Regions from separate parts of the Mus musculus genome. Here all the other regions are linked to region 1. A link is a contact called in public Hi-C and Micro-C data. All regions are on one chromosome and are shown on one strand. Each heading gives the region's core, a stretch centred on a gene start, on an enhancer-like site or on the middle of the called end of the contact. The rest is flanking DNA. Distances are from core to core; before and after follow the strand shown.

What was found. Hi-C and Micro-C count contacts between places; a contact is called where the count stands out from the background.
Region 2: a contact with region 1 is called in a Micro-C map of embryonic stem cells, with 17 times the contacts expected there. The contact joins the promoter of Arhgef12 here to the promoter of Cbl in region 1. A contact is called at or near these places in 4 of 39 promoter capture datasets (hippocampal neurons, liver and stem cell-derived epiblast-like cells), 4 of 484 Hi-C or Micro-C datasets (B cells and embryonic stem cells) and 1 of 115 datasets of contacts at active chromatin or transcription factors (pancreatic cancer cells).
Region 3: a contact with region 1 is called in a Hi-C map of B cells, with 6 read pairs. The contact joins the promoter of Il10ra here to the promoter of Cbl in region 1. A contact is called at or near these places in 1 of 39 promoter capture datasets (pre-B cells) and 1 of 484 Hi-C or Micro-C datasets (B cells).

What each region holds. Positions count from the first base shown.
Region 1 is chr9:44,232,749-44,235,344 of GRCm38.p6, forward strand. Cbl (Casitas B-lineage lymphoma) reads right to left here and starts at 1,298. Exons shown (of 16, transcript NM_007619.2): 1 at 952-1,298. The coding sequence starts at 1,140.
Region 2 is chr9:43,104,442-43,107,037 of GRCm38.p6, forward strand. Arhgef12 (Rho guanine nucleotide exchange factor (GEF) 12) reads right to left here and starts at 1,277. Exons shown (of 41, transcript NM_001359232.1): 1 at 738-1,277. The coding sequence starts at 769.
Region 3 is chr9:45,267,843-45,270,438 of GRCm38.p6, forward strand. Il10ra (interleukin 10 receptor, alpha) reads right to left here and starts at 1,307. Exons shown (of 7, transcript NM_008348.3): 1 at 1,164-1,307. The coding sequence starts at 1,230.

The DNA of each region.
Region 1 (2,596 bases), core at 48-2,547:
TACATGCCGGGGCCTCCTAATCACATTTATCTGCAGTAGGAATGTTGAAAAAAATAATAACTGTGGTAAGAGTTAAGGAAACAGAGCACTGACTTCCAACAAAATGTTAAGACAAGATTGTGTATTCACGTTTAAGTACTGGGGCCAACTACAAGACTACATTATACAGGCTCAACTGTAAGGAAGTAAGATTCTCCTGATTGACAGACTTAAAGGGCTAACCATAGGCAACCCCACCCCCGCACCTGATTTTATAATGGCTATCAAAGGGGTCTTAAATAATAAGCAGGTAGGCCCGTTACAAAAATCAAACACTACAGCCCAGCGAAAAGCACCGAGAGCAAGCAGGAAGTTCTGTAGAAGTCAGACTATTAATTCAGCACGCTCAGTCAGTCCACCTTTCGAAAGATAATGGTTCTAACCAGAACTTGTGGTTTAACCAGTGCCTATCTCAGCAGCAGCGATGGATTACATCCAACACTTTGCAAGACAAAAACTTAAGCCATCCTTAGCGGAGAAGGGAAGTTCCTTCCTTCCCTGCCCCCATTTAAACCCACCTCTTTTTCTTTGATCTGTGTGCTACATCTTAATGAGAAAAAACTATAAGCTCACCCTGACCGCAGTCAGCCGGGCCGCCTCCTGAACCCAAGTCCCTCACCCAGGGCGACTCCTCTTCCAAACCCGGAGCCGTAGCCGGCAGATCCAACACACATCCCACCCCCAGCACCCCAGGCCCACCTCCCGGGGCTCACTCGACGACCCACATCCCCAAGCTCCGCACCCCCATCGCACTTCCGCCCGGGTGGCGCGGTGACCAGCCCTCCCCCAGCCCCCACCCCATCTTTGTCTGGCTCCCCCACACCTCAACGTTCCCAACTGCCAACGGCAGCCCTCCCTGGCGCCCCACCGCCCACGCCCACCCGGCGCCGCGCGCGCCCGCAGGCCGCTCACCTTGTCCATGAGCTTCCAGCACTTCTCCACCATCTTCTTGTCCACCGTGCAGGGAGGGTGCGGGCTGAGGTGGTGGTGGTGGTGGTGCGGCTGGAAGGCGTCCTTCATGAGCCCGATCAGGCCGCCCGCTCCCGAGCCCCCAGAGCCGCCGCCGCCGGCGCCCGAGCTCTTCTTCACGTTGCCGGCCATGGCCAGCGGAGGGTCGGGAGCCCGCTCGGCCGCGAGCGAGGGAATGGAGCCGGGCGAGAAGGAGGGGCCTCTCCGGCAACCACCGCCGGCGCTCGCAGCCCAGGGAGTGAGAGGGAGGCGCCCGCCCTGAGGCGCGCCCCTGCGCGGGCGCGAGCGCGGCCGGCGCAACGCGGGGGCGCGCGCCGGAGACGGGCAAGCACGGCACGCCGCGGCGACCCCCAACGCGCGCACGAGCTCGCGTGCACCCGCGTGCCCCGCGGCTCCCGGAAAGCCTCGACCAAGTTTCCGCGCCCACTGCTCCCGCCCTGACCCACTGGGACGGGCGGGGCGGAGCCCAAAGAAAACTCAGTGCCTGCGCCCTCTGCTGGAGAAGAGAGGAATGGAAGGAAAGAGGTGGGGTCCAAGGTAGAACCTGCGCACTAGGCAGAAGAGAAGCCTGGCCGTCCATGTTCGTTGTGGCCTGGGCTTGTTGCCTCCGGGAGTTGAGTCATGGCTGTGCTCGGATTAAGACGGGTAGGGATGGAAGGAGTCTTCTAAATGTGGATATTGAGCTTCGAGTTATCTGCCTCATCTTGTGGAAAGATGGAAAAAGAAAGCCAAAGTTCGTTTTCTTCCCCTTAGTGTTTTTATTTTTGTGGTGATTGGAATTGAACCTACGACCTCACACATCCTAGACAAGTACCCCACCTTGAGCTATATCCCTATTCCACCATCTTGTTTCACCATGTAGCCCTGGCTGCCTTGGAACTCGCTGTGTAGACCAGGGTGGCTCTGAACTCACAGAGATTCACATGCCTCTACCTCCCGAGCGCAGGGATTAAAAATCGCCTTGGTATTTATAACCCTCAAAGGTTGGGAATTCAGTTGCTGCAGCTTTTTGCAGACTAAGTCACATAAAGGTTTAAGGTTAAGGACACTCGCGTCTCACGCGCTTCTTCCAGACTTTTTAACCTTTTTAAAACAAGTAACTTCCTTTTGATCTTTTTCTTTCTGAAGAGCAATTCCTTTTCTGGGAACTGAATATGTACTTTAAAGATATTCTATTGCTCAGCGGAATGCGCTGGCGGCACGAGGCCCCGCCCACAGAGGCTGTGAGCCACTTGCATGGAGGGAACAGAAATTCAGCTCCCGGACACCTTCACTTCCCTAATCTTCAGACTTCACTAGAAGTACTTTGAAAATAGGAACTTCTTTTCCAAAGAAGAAGAAAGTACCCAACCTTGGTTTGCTAATATTTTTTTAGCTCCAAAACCATTTGGTGACATTAAGTACTCAGTTCTGCCACCAAGCCTTTGGCTGGTAGGTTGTTGAACTTGTCCAGTACTTGAAGAAAGAAAACAGTCTCTGAACACCAGAATTATTCAGTCCCACAACTTTGGGTTGCAAATCAGTCATTTTTTTTTTTTTTTTTCGAGACAGGGTTTCTCTGTGTAGTCCTGGCTGACCTGGAACTCAC
Region 2 (2,596 bases), core at 27-2,526, 1.1 Mb before region 1:
ACACCGTGTCACCCGATTAACAAACAAGATCCACCTGCCATGCCTAAACCAGAGCTAGAGTTTACATCTTTAAATGCTAGGGCTTCTGAAAGATGAAATGTTAAAAAAAAAAAAAAAAAAAAAAAGAATAATTAGAAGCAGGCCCCATGATTTTTCCCTCATTTCCTTTAGCTCCTGGAAACTGTCCCCAGCAAGAACCCGTGATTTACTGGTAATGTCAACATTCTGGAAAATTAGGTAATTAATAATTAAACACTGTGCAGGTCAACACGTAAAAAGATCAGAGTCACAAATCACAATGCAGCAGGATGAAAATTAAGTTCACAGACAGAAACTCCTAAAATTGTGAGTCTAGAACTACCACAGGACAGGAATCCACCCGATGATGCACCAGTACCCACCGACCTCAAGCTCTGACCTTCACCCAAAATGACCTCCCTCTGGTTCCAAAACGAGTACACAATCTTAATGCACCCGACAGAAAACCACAATCATGGTTTTCCTTCATTTCCTCTGAGAATATGGGGGAAAGTTTCTCTCCCAAAAAAACCTGCATTTCCAAATTCAATCAACCGGTTAACTTGGCAGCAACCCTAGACTAATTGCACAGCTCCGAAACAACCCTCTTTCCTATGCCTGTCAATTGCACTAGCTGAAGGCAAATCTGCATCACCGACTCCCCTGCTGCGTGGGACCGAATCCAGGGAAGGTTAGCGACCGAGGAACTTCATACCCACCTGTCCGTGATAGTAGACTGTGTGCCACTCATTGGGGCCCTTGGCGAGAGGTCTTCTTTTTATCCAACTTGCATTTTACAGTAACACCTCCACACCCCACCCCCAGTGCTCTGGGATCAGGCCCAATTTCGGCAGGGACACAAAAGTCCAACTCAAAACTCCATTCAGTCATCTAGAACATCCGATTGCAAGGGGTCAAGGAAAGGGGATGCGGGCTGAGGCAAAACAAGTTATCTCCCCAAACAAACCGAGCAAGTCGGCCACAAGGCGAGCTCAAGAACTAAGAACGATCCTCAGCAAGGCACGGAGAGAAAACTTCGTCACAGAGGGAAGTCGCGAGCCGTAGGACGGGAACCGGGATCCCTCCGGAGCTGGGGCAGGATCGGCTCAGGGACGGGCGTCGGCTTCGGTCCCGAGTCGGCGGGGCCCGGCCCTCGGGTCCCCGCTCTATCTGGGGCTGCGGGCCACTCGTGGCCGCAGCCTCCGCCGCGTCTCACACCGTCCCGCGCCGGACTCGCGCCGCCCCATGTCCCCGGGCCGAGGGCCCTGAGCTGCTCCGCGCCGCCCCCACCCGGCTCCGGCCGCCGCGCTGACAGGGACCCTGTCTCAGCGCCCGGGGCAGCTCCCCATCCCTCGGAGGCCCCCGCGCTTCTTCCGCAGTGGCACGGCGGCTCCTCCCCGACGCTCTGGTAGGCGGCGGCTCCCGCGAGGAGCGGGAGGTCTCGGCCCGGCCCGGAAGCCCGGCCCCCGAGCAGCGGCGGCGGCGGTGGCGGTGGAGGCTCGGTGCGCAGGGCCGTTCGCCCGGTCTCAGGGGCACTCGCGGGAGCGCGCCCAGGGTGGAGGGGGCCGCCGGCGGTGACGAGCCTTGCGACCGCTGCGGGCGGGCGCGCGCGCGGGTTCCGGTTCCGGTTCTGTCCCCTCGGCCCGGCGCGACTGGAGCGCGCCGAGCCGTCCCCTCCCCCGCCGACTTTTTTGGGCCCTTCTCCCTGGGACTTCGGGAAGCCGCTTCACCCGGGATCCCTCCGCTTCCCGGACTCTCCAAACTTGAGCAGATACTTCCGCTCAGTGCTGTCGCGGGGGATAGAGGGAAGCGAAAAAGTAGTTCTGTGTGGCGAAGCGGGCACTGCTGCCTTCTTGCCCCTCGAATGCTCTCGAGGTGCAGCCCACAGTGTACAATCCACCCGGGACAGCAGAGGAGCCATTCCACAGTCTCGAGGAGTTCACGTTTAGAGGTTCTTCGGAACTCCCGGGCTGGAAACTTTTATTCTTTAAGAGAATGTATTCGTTCCCGGTGTCAAATGCTTTTGATGACTGCGTGCGAGCCCAGGTCCACGGGCCCCCGACAGTGTTAGGCAAACCTGCGCGCGCGCGCACACACACACACACACACACACACACACACACAGGTTTTGGGGTGAGCCAATCACCTGGGGCACCTGCTGGCCTAGTCCCACAGCACGGAGGGGAAAGGGGTGGGGGGATGGCCAGAAGAGGCTGTGGAGAAAGGATCTGGGCCCACACTTAAGCCAGGAGTTCCTGATATAAATATTGCTTTTAGGCTGTTTTGCCTTGGCAAAATGAACTGTATTGTTTGCCAAATTGAGAACGCATGGTGCTTTCCACAGCAAGTTAATAAGCGTGTTGTGAAAAGAGATGGAAGAAGTAATACATCTGTCCGGTAAACAGCACAGCACGAGGGATCCCTTTGAAGAGTTCCCAAATGTTTTCTGGTTTCTCTTTCGATGGGGTAGAGACATTCAGCTAACCATGTAGTTTTCTGATTGAATAAATCTGTCCCTGAGGAAATGAGGGACCACGACACAATATAGTTCTCCAATTCTGCCTGTAAACATCAAGCG
Region 3 (2,596 bases), core at 57-2,556, 1.0 Mb after region 1:
CAAATGGAGACAATGAACGTCAGCGGTCCAGCCTCCTGGCCTCCTCGAAAACTCAGCTGTGAAGTACCTGTAGTCTCCCACTCTATTAGTTCTAAAGAGCTGACACAGGAGCCTGGAGCTAGCAGCTTGCCAGTATGACCAGGAGCAGAGGAGTGACCCCCTTGAGATCCTCTGCCCTTTTTGTAACAATACAATAAGCATTCCTATTGAATTCTCCTGATGAGTTCTGCGGGCTTAAGTGTGTTGCAAGGACAATAGCCCTTGTTCCTCTCCAGCCTTCTTGACCCTTTAAGATGTCTCCTCTTGAAGGCAGCTCTGCAACACTTTCCTTCTCCAAACTGCCAGCTCTCTGAGAGTCACAGTTCTCAGTTCTCTTTCAGTGACCCTGTCATTCTCAGAAAACATACTTGTCCCAGCCCTTCCCCCCCCCCACCCCTTTCTTTGAATCTCAAGGTTGTGTTTCAGTTGCAAAACTCTGAGAGGGGGAGTGAAAACCTCAGCCCGTGTTTGTGATGTTCAGCGGGGCACATCCCCAGTGCCTCTGTAGATAACATGACTGACTGTGCTCTTTTTACTTTGAACTCCTGTAAAAGTGTGTTTTGGGGTCCCCGGTCTTCGTACTTCTGTGCCACTTGGTCCCTCCAACTCTCCACTTTTTCATTCTCTCCTGGGCTACAGGAACCTAGCCTGAGCTGAGGAGTGGGTAAAGTGTGTGTGTGTGAGGGGGGTGGGCAGCAGGCAGCGGAGATGAATTGTGGGCTAAAGACTAACAGGGTGGTCGGGAAGGGTGGGCAGAAAGAAGGGATGGGGTGAGATGGTAGGGTTCAGGGAGAGGAGCCTAACTAAGAAGGGGCACGATCAGACCCACGGAAGAACCAGAACAGCCGAAAAGTGAGGGCTAAGTTATGGATTGTCCGGAGGTGGTAGGATAATGATTTGAGGAACAAGGGTACGTACAGGACGGAAACTATAGGCTTTACCCATCCATCGCTGGCCACTCCCAAACAGCCACAGTTAATCTTAGCCTCCTCCACTTAAACAGCAGGTGAGCCGGAGACCGTTTTGCCAGCATGAAGGAGCTGGGGCGGGACCCCAGCCCATCCAAGCAGATTCTCCCGCGAATGTGAACTTTAAAGCAACAGAGCGAGCGCTGGGGAGCCTACCGTATGCAATGAATTCTAGGCTCAGGCTGGAGATCGTGACGAGGAATGGGAGCAAACGCGACAACATCCTGGGCGCACAGCGGCATCGTCCACTGGAGCCGGCCTTTACGCCTCCGGCCGGCGGCGTCCTGAGAACTGAAGACTGCCGCTGGATCCACAGGGCCAGCTTGACATCAACCTGAAGGCGGAGCCTCGTTGCTCCGCCCTCAGCCCACGGAGCTTGGGAACCTCCGCAGGAACCTCAGCAGGCAGCGAAGTCTAGCTAGTTCTGGGGCATTTGTCTCAAGGTGAAAGAGCAGCTGAGGCTTTCTGTGGCTGGGCTCTTAACTCTCACACCGACTGGACAGCCTGTCTCCCCTCTCCCTCCCCCTCCCCTTCCCCTTGCCCCCTTCCCCTCTCTGTTGTAGCAATTGGAATTACTGACTGGGCCAGGAGCAAAGCACAAGCGTGCAGGTACATGTGTGAAAGTCCTGGGACCTCTATGCAGGGCCCTCTGCTAAGCCAACAGTGAGGGAACGTCCCTACCTGACTCTTGGTGGGAGTCCATGACACCCCCAGGCCCTTTAGGTTGTTCTTGCCCTAAATCTGCAGGTTAGAAGTGTCAATAGGCGCCTTGAGGGACCTGGTATCACTCAGATGCCTCTTCAGTGACCAGGACATCTGTCTGCCCTCCAGTGTCACCAAAGATGTTAATTGTGTGAGAGACCAAGCTTTGTCCACCTGACTTATTGGCAGGTGGCGCTGATACTGTGAGTATGTCACTTACATGATTTTCAGGGATCTAATTGTGAGGTGTACAGCGCCCGTGGGGTCATCTGCCAGGTACATATTCATGCTATCCTGGAAGCCCTGTTTTTGTTCTGAGGAGGCACAGAAGCCAAGGAAGGGCTGGAGTCACTAGGATGCCCTTGCTCTCAAGAAGTCACTTTCTATTCCCCTCAGAGCCTACCTGTCACACGGAAGACACTACTGCCTTGAGAAGGCTTGGCCAGCCATCGGTCTGCAAATTGCATGATTCTCAGTGCCAATACCAATCCTGCCTCCCATCAAATTAGAAACTGACTGAAAACAGTATGAGGTATTTGTTAAATTTTTCTTTTTCTTCCTGGAAATTGGATTGGATGGTTCTCCGGTGTGAAGTTCGTAGATGACAAAGTACTGTTACTATGTCAAAGATTTGGGCAACCTCTGAACCTGGAGAAGGACCCTCCAACTTGGGGGTGTCAGACACGAGCACTGCCGTCGTGACCTGAGAGCTAGTGATGCACACCACCCCCTTGGCTTGTGGAGACACAAGCTTTGTCTAAACACCGTGGGAGTGGATAGTGCTATGTCCAGTGGCCTAGACAGAGGATGCCAAGTGGAGTGGGATCATGTTCTGTGCCGAGGGAACTCACTGGGAAAGGTGCTTGTCTGTGAGGACTGGGCTGCCC